Linked DNA regions of Zea mays: region 2 is linked to region 1. A link is a contact called in public Hi-C data. All regions are on one chromosome and are shown on one strand. The core of a region is the stretch at or near the end of the contact, and the rest is flanking DNA. Distances in the headings are between cores, read along the strand shown. Region 1 holds the start of LOC100279254 (Protein RTF1-like protein). Region 2 holds the start of LOC103650586 (protein STABILIZED1).

Region 1 (4,077 bases), core at 945-3,444:
TGTGTTCCCCTACCGTGCACATCAAAGAAACAGCATGAAAGCTTTTGTATGTGATTTTGTACTAGTAGGAAATAGTATGCAGTTATTCAAAACCAAGCATGGTGTTGAAGTGCGGATTTTGATTTGCGCGTGCCTTGCTTCTCGGATTTGAATTGTGAGATGTACTCTCATCTCATTTATGGCTCGTTCCCCTTCTCCCAAACACGCTCATAGGAGTAGGTCTAAACCAGATTTGATGAAGCCAACTCAGCCTGTTCGTTTGGAATTTTCTTCAGCCGGTAGAACAGCTGTAACAGACACGCGATGCTATGTTCTTGTAGGAAATTGTGATGCAGGCTATCAAGCTTACGCTTTGCAATTGCAAGAATGGATCAAATTCGATTCCATCTTGTGTGTGTATGTGTGTTTTTAATTTCCTCTTGGAGCATAGAGATGGATGGTAATGACGACGGATACTCTTGGAAAATAGAGATGGATGCCAATGACTGATTCTGAACTGGTGTAGAATTTTGCTGCTGGCTGCGGCGGGGAAAAAGATTGGAATAAAACTCTTGGAAAATAGGGATGGATGGTAATGACTGATACTGAATTCGCCAATTAAAATAGCGAAGTTGCTGTGAAATTTTAAAAAAGGAATCAAAATAGAATTCGCCAATTAATAAAATAGGGAAGTTGCTGTGAAATTTAAAAAAAGGAATCAAAAGAGAGGGGCATTCCGAGAATTGAACTCGGGACCTCTCGCACCCTAAGCGAGAATCATACCACTAGACCAAATGCCCTGTGATGCCAAACACTTTGGTTTATATTAAAAATGCATATGACTCTTTTGGCCATTCAGTTCCCGCAGAGCCATCAACGGCTAACTCTGATCCACAGCAAGAAGAATGCACCCCATTGCTGTCCGAAGGATTCACGTCGCCCTTAAGCAGCCAAGCTAGTACTGCAAGTCTGCAACAAACGCCGGAGGCAGTCTGTCTGAACATGCCGACCAACGAATTCAGAGACTTCAAACTTAAATACTCCTCGAGTTCAGTACCTTTAATTTGTACAATGATGTCTAGATCATATACATTATATCTAGACTTCAAACTTAGGCCATCTTCAACAATCGCGGACATATAAGCGTACAAAACACGAAACATTGTTTTACAATGTAGATACACTATTTACAGAATGGTGTTTGAAATTTAAAATAAGATAAGGAGGATGCTAAAAATAGCCTTAGTTCTCACGACGCATATTGATGCACCTAATACAATTGCAAGGTCCAAATAAAAAACAACGAACAGCTATTTTAACGTGATTTTTTTAACTATAGCCTAAAATTCGTTTCTATTAAAAATTAAACTTAGAACCTGAGTAGTGCTACTCAAACCACCTAACTCGGCTAGAGACTCTTTCACTAATGCATTTGTTATAGAAATAGTATTATATAAGAAACAAGGCTCGGATCCCACGCCTAAATATAGTATGTAAAAGTAGCAAATATATAAATACATTGTACAAATATCAAGTATATCCATCTAAATACTATTACAAAAAGTCTAGCATTATTCAATCATCCATTCAACATCACTACCAGTAATTAGATAAAGTAGCAACACTAAGATAATACCACATAACACAATACATGTTTCATGACATGGTCGTCAAATAGTTGTTAAGCCTCCATGATACTATTGATCAAAAGATTGTTAAATAGTCAAAAATAAAAGGTTGTTAAGCCTCCATGATACTATTGATCAAAAGATTGTTAAATAGTCAAAAATAAAAGATGGATGACCGTAACCCAAGTTCATGTTTTTGACCAAGTTTATACTGGTTATTCTATACCCACGGGTTAACGGATATGACAGTGGAATGTTCTAAAACCTATTTACCTGTTAGGTAAAAGTTTTTGTCAAATAAGTAACACATAGATAGAATATTTAGTATATATATTAATAAAATAAATATACATCGAGTATTGGGTCACGGGTACCTATTGCCATCTCTAAACGGAACAAGCTAAATTAGTTGACACTTGACAGTACTAGTAGCATGCAAAATCTACTCTGTCGGGCTGTGCTGCCATGCCACGATCGTGTTTCAAAAAAAAAAAAAAAACGGATGTCGTGCTGAGCCACAGGCTGCGTGCGGCCTGCGGGGCACATGTATATAGCAGACCAGACCAACAATGCCCTCACGGCCCACCCCGATCTCATAATCGTCGTCTTCTTCCACTTCGACGCGGCTAGGGCCGGCGCAACCATCTCCTCTTCTCTTCTGGCGGCTTCTCCGTCCCGTCGATCAACCGCGCCGCCTTCGCCAGTATACCCCGCATTGAGCCGTCATCGTTACCTGCGCCGACCGGCACCTCTGTAGCCTCTTCTCCAGGTGCGTGTCCTATTCATCCTCCTCGGAGCTGCTGCGAGCTGTGGTTCCTCCCACAGATCCAGGATGGACCGACGGTTCCTGTTTTATCTAGGTTTTCGGAGGTGTGGAAGGATCTTTTGTCATGGGGTTGTTTTGGTTGTGTAGGGATTGCACGAGGAGGAGGAGGTTCGGGCTTCGCCATGTCGAAGTCGAACCTAGATGATCTGCTTCTGCAGGCAGCCGGCCGGACGGGGAAGAACCACTCCCGGCCGAGCAACCCGCGGTGGAACTCTGGGGGAAGCGGCTCCGACGGCTTCGACGACGACGACTCGGACGCCGCGCCGACCTACTCGAGGAAGAAGCCTTCGTCGCAGGTTCCGCTCAAGAAGCGGCACCAGCCAGAGCAGGGCGGCCGGCGTGGCAGTGGCGGGTGGAAGGACGAGGACGACGAGGACGAAGACGGGCGTCGCAGTGGCGGGGAGGACTCGGACAGCGCCCCTTCGGTGGGGAGTGACCTATACAAGGATGAGGACGACAAGGAGCGTCTGGAGAACATGTCTGAGCTGCAAAGGGAGATGATCCTGGCTGATCGGGGCACCCGCCTCGATGATTACAAGCTCAAGCAGCGGGCACGAGCGTCCTCGTCCAAGACGGACAAGGTGGGCGCACGGAAGGATAGCAGTCCACCCCCGCCGCCCAGCCGGATGCGGTCTTCAACCCGAGCTGACAAGTCTGGGTCCGCAGCTAAGAGCGCGTTGGACGAGCTGCGGGCAAAGCAGCGGATGCGGCAACAGGCTCCGGAGGCACGCAGGTTCACGGACCTGCTCCCACGTAGTGGCTCACCAACTAGGCGCAGGGCTGGGAGCCCTCCAAGTGATGGGAGCAACGATGGGGATGGCAGGGGGAGGCCTAATGACCATGGGAGGATCGCTGACGATAGCAGGGATGACGAATTTGATGAGTCGCCGAGTAGGCTTGATCCACTCAAGTTTGATGACGTGAAGAGTATTACCCTCAGGAGGTCAAAGCTGGTGAAATGGTTCATGGAGCCGTTCTTTGATGATCTAATTTCTGGGTGTTTTGTGCGGCTAGGTATTGGCCAGACAAAGAATGGGACCCCGAGGTACAGGCTGTGCATAGTGAGGAACGTGGATGCAAGCGATCCAGACCGGAATTACAAACTGGAAAGCTACTCGACATGCAAATATCTCAATGTTGTGTGGGATAGTGAGGCTAATGCTGCGCGGTGGCAGATGACTCAAGTATCGGATTCCCCACCCAACGAAGAAGAGTTCAAGGAATGGCTGCAAGAGGCAGAGAAGCATGGTGCACGTATACCGACCCGGCAGGAAGTGCTGGACAAGAAAGAAGCCATCCAGGAGGCCTATAATTTTGTGTATTCAGCTGCAACTGTACAGCAGATGCTGCGAGAGAAATCAGCTGTGAGACGCCCTATCAATATTGCTGCTGAGAAGGATCGGTTGAGGAGTGAGTTGGAGATGGCCCTGAGCCGTAGGAATGAAGCTGAAGCAGAGAGGATTCGTGTGAAGCTGAAAAATCTGCAAAGCAGGCCACAACCGGTGTCAAAGGATAATAAGGCTGCAAAGTTGGAGGCTATGAACCGGAAGAATCGTGCTGATAACTTCAAGAACGCTTCGGAACTGAAACCTGTAAATACATCTTTGAAGGCTGGAGAGGCTGGTTATGACCCTTTCTCGAGGA
Region 2 (4,077 bases), core at 978-3,477, 230 kb before region 1:
GATAGCAGCATAAGCTTCCTGAAGAATGGCACGAGCTGCAGGCACATCCCCAGCCAACCATTTCTCCTTGGCAGCCATAAGCCACAATACCTCAGCTCGTGGATTGTAATTCACAGCCTTCTTGAGGAGAGCATCAAGTGACTCCCTAGTCCCGTGGCTCTTCTCAAGCTGAGCTGCTTTCAGCCAAATACTCTTCTTAGTAAGGAACACAGTAAGCGCATGTGCATAGATAGCACGCGCTGTCTCAATTGAACCGCGCTTCTTGCATTCCTCAGCATCAGCAACCCATGTACGCTTCCGATCCTCATCATCAACACCAATGCCTACAGTGTTCTTCACAATAGCCTGGCAAGTTAAAACAGACCCAGCACGTTCTGCGGCTTCTGCTTCCTTTAACCATGCTTCCCTATCAATATCCATTCCTTCTCTCTGAAGAGACCTAATACCTCTCTCAATCACCTTGTTAACAGATTGTGTGTTCCCATTAGCCTCCTCTAGCTTCGCAGCTGTAATCCAAATGGCAGGCTCCTTGGGGAGCTTCTCCCTCGCCTTGTTAAGTACTTTCCTTGCTTGGTCATAGGTCTCCAGCCTTGCAAGGGCAAGCCAAAGCTCAACATGCAACGGGCAACACTCCACAGCCCTGTGAAGCAACAGCCTTGCATCCTCTTCATTTGCAAGCTCAACTACAGCCTTCCATAGCCGGACTGAATCAGGAATGTGCTCCAGCCCTTTCCTCAAAACCCTACTCTTATTCAGATCACTACCCTCCAGTTTTGCTGCCTGCAACCATAGCTTCACAGAATTTGGAATTGACATCACGCCACGGGCAATTACAGCCTTTGCCTCATCTGGACTGGCCAAACGGCATGCCTCAAGCCAAACATCTTCGTTCTTGGGGCACTCCTCACAACCACGCTGGATGAGCTGCCGAGCAACCTGAAGCTTGCCAGCAATCTCTTCGAGCCTAGCAGCGGCAATCCAACCAGGTGGATGTTTAGGGTTCGTCTGTGTCACCGACTTGAGCAATAGCCGTGCCTTCTTGATGTCAGAAATCTCAGCATCACTAGTAATCTTCATACTTTTCAGGTCTGTCAAATACCCCTTGGGATCGACTACAGTGAGCCCAGAAACTGAATCTGACAGCCTATCTAACTTGAGCGAGAGCACAGTGCCACGACCCTCGCCCACAGCTGTCAAATCGGTAACAGGAGTCTGCGCCCATGGCGTCTCTGTGCCACCAGCCGCACGGCTCTTAGGGTCAAGTGCTGTGACATGCTCCTGCTCCTGCCGGGCCTTCTCAAGCAGGGTGTCCGGCACGGGCACGAAGCTCTCAAACCGCTTCTTCTTGTTGCGCAGCGAGTAGTCCCCAATCTCCGGTATGCTCTCCCATTCCTGCGCGGACAGATCGGCCAGCTTCCTCTTGAGATCAGCAAACTGCTCGGTGATCTTAGGGTTTGACGCGCGGTACTTCTCAATCTCCTGCTTGAGGCGCGCCTCGCGGCGGTCCTTGCGGCGCGAGTCCATCCTCTGGTCGATGCTCTCCCACACCGCATCCGCCTCGCGGTCGTCGTCGTCGTAGTCGGCGTTGGAGAAGAGGCCGGCGTCGTTGCCCTCGAACTCGTCGAACTTCTGGTTTTCGTCGTAGCCCTTCTCCTCGTCGCCGCCGTCGTCGTCGCCGTCATCCTCGCCGGGAGGCTTCCCGCGGCCCCGGCCGACGGCGGGACCGGCGGCGGCGGCGGAGGCGGAGCGGTCGGGTAGGTCGGGTGCGGCGCGGGCCGGTCCGATATCCGAGCGGGTGGTGAAGCCGGTGGCGCCACGGCCGAGCCCCGCGACGTAGTTGGGCGGTGGCTTGGAGTTGAGGAAGTCGTACCGTGCGGGGCGAGCGGCTGGCGGCGGCGGCGGCGGCGGCGGTAGCGGCGTCGGTGTAGGTGTAGGGGTCGGGGTGGTGCCGGACATGACGCTGACGAGCGGACAGGTGGGGAGGATGAGGGATTACCGAGCAGCGGCGGCGGCGGCGGCGGCGGCGGCCGTGAGGAGGCGAGTTTGGGACGGATTGGGGGAAGAATTTCCAGATTCGATTTGTGTGAGTCGTTAGCGATGAGTGTGGATTACGGGATTGTTTTCTTGAGGAAGAAGTATTATTGAGGCGGTGGCGACTGTGGAGAGGCGGTGAGATGTGTGGCTGGAGCTGAACTATGGAAGCTGTGTGTTAAAGTGAGGCCTTGATTGTTTGAGCTATAGTTTTCGAGGAGACGAATTAGCTGAGACCCAATCCTTCTTGCGCCATGTGAACAACGAAGCTGCATAACACTACCATAAAAGTAGCTTAAACATTCATGATGTAAACAACGAGCAGTTTCATAAGTCCATGAAGTATCCAGAAAAACGAAGTGTACTTAACCATGAGAGTACTTAAATATTCATAATTTAATCGTGCCATATATTTTAATGCAGCATATCAAACACTAAACGGGGAGAAGCTAAGTAGTTGATTTGGACAAAAAAGTCTTCATCAAACTCTAAAGGGCGAGAAGCTGTTGGAGCAACTTCAAGGTGAGTTCCAAGTAACATATTTGTAAATTTTTCGGGGCTTTATTCCGTTGCGTCTAGATTGCTTTGGTTTATCTCCTGCATAAATTATGATAATGTAAAATATCTTATGATGTCATTTTCTTCTAAATAATTTTTATTTTAACCTGTAGAAGTTGCTTTCTCTGGATGATGACCAAGAAGATTCAGATGATTTTTGTAAGTTGATGAAATATCTTTACTTCCACTGTGTACTATGCTTAAGTGTGTGTTTTCTGATGGTGGATCCCATTTTCCATTCAGTTACAAAGAAACTACAGGTTATTCTATTGTGTCCGAAACTGACTCAGAAATTTTGTTGCAATCTGAGACTAATGAAGCCAAAAATGGAGCTGCATGCTTGTATGTCATTGGCCTGTGTTCCTTTTACACAATTCCTTGCTATTAGTATTTTTTATGACTTCGTGCTTAAACTTGTTTCTGTACATGAACTTCTCCACAGTCTGGCACTTGATTTGTCGTCTCTCTTATGGGGTGTTTGGTTGCTCCTGCTAAAGTTTAGCTCGGGTCACATCAAACGTTTGACTTTTAAATAGGAGTATGAAATATAGACCCAACCAACTGGACTAGATTCGTCTCGTCTTTTAATCTTCGGCTGACAAATTAGTTTTATAATCCGACTACATTTAATACCCGGAACGGAGGTTCAAACATTCGATGGGACAGGAGCTAAATTTTAGCGGGGTGTAACCAAACACTCCCTTAGGCGGTGCCCCTGGGCGAACAAGGGGCCTTAAGATAGGATCAGTTAACTCCTTTTGACAAAGGATTATATTGGTGTTTTAGATGACCCAAGGCATTCTTCAAAATAATATTGCAGAAGTGCTGACTTAAATTTTAGATCAATTCCCATGAGATGATAGCTTCAGAAATATCATAGAAGTACTTTCTCTGTTTTTTTATTGTCGCTGAATAGTTCAGTTTTGTACTATTCAGCGACAACTAAAACGAAACGGAAGAAGTAGTTAGGAAAAAAGAAGGAAACAAAGATGGAATTTATTTCCGTTTGTTATTTGTTTGGGTGCCACAAGGAGGAGAAATCATACTTTTCTGCTGTTGAGAAGTATTTGTTGGTCGGATAATGTGATGGGAGAGTATCTAAATGTTCCTTCAATAGTGTTCTGAATAACATTGAGTTCATTGCTGGATTATGTTGTGATTCTCTCAACTCTTGGATCATGTTGCACCTAACTGATTGGTATGCTGATCAACGAAGAGATGTTTTTGTGTTCTGTACGTCCTGCGGTAAGCAAATGTAAACTTTGGGGACAAATTTCTTTTCATGTATTTGAAAAAAATAGTACAAGTAGATTTCAAATTTCATGTTAATATAAGTAATAACACTTCACCACATGTTGAAAAAAAGACAGTACTATATACGCAAACTTCACTTTGCTCCTCAGCCGCAGGCTTCACGCTGCGCTTCATCGGACGGTCCAGGGCTTTAGGCGGGCGGAGCCTTCCACCCCAATGCCTTTGCCGGACTAG

The links. A called contact is a pair of places that touch in the nucleus more often than the background predicts.
Region 2: a contact with region 1 is called in a Hi-C map of ear, with 2.3 times the contacts expected there. The contact joins the promoter of LOC103650586 here to the promoter of LOC100279254 in region 1. A contact is called at or near these places in 2 of 25 Hi-C or Micro-C datasets (ear and tassel).

Annotation. Positions count from the first base shown.
Region 1 is chr3:134,798,499-134,802,575 of Zm-B73-REFERENCE-NAM-5.0, reverse strand. It overlaps LOC100279254 (Protein RTF1-like protein), which reads left to right and starts at 2,194. Exons shown (of 2, transcript NM_001152275.1): 1 at 2,194-2,376; 2 at 2,521-4,077. The coding sequence starts at 2,556. It overlaps TRNAP-AGG (transfer RNA proline (anticodon AGG)), which reads right to left and starts at 779; the gene lies at 708-779. It also overlaps a transcript of LOC100272333 not described here.
Region 2 is chr3:135,032,020-135,036,096 of Zm-B73-REFERENCE-NAM-5.0, reverse strand. LOC103650586 (protein STABILIZED1) reads right to left here and starts at 2,227. Exons shown (of 2, transcript XM_020550312.2): 1 at 1-2,227. The coding sequence starts at 1,956. It overlaps LOC103650587 (a long non-coding RNA gene), which reads left to right and starts at 2,460. Exons shown (of 2, transcript XR_002268414.1): 1 at 2,460-2,553; 2 at 2,703-3,002.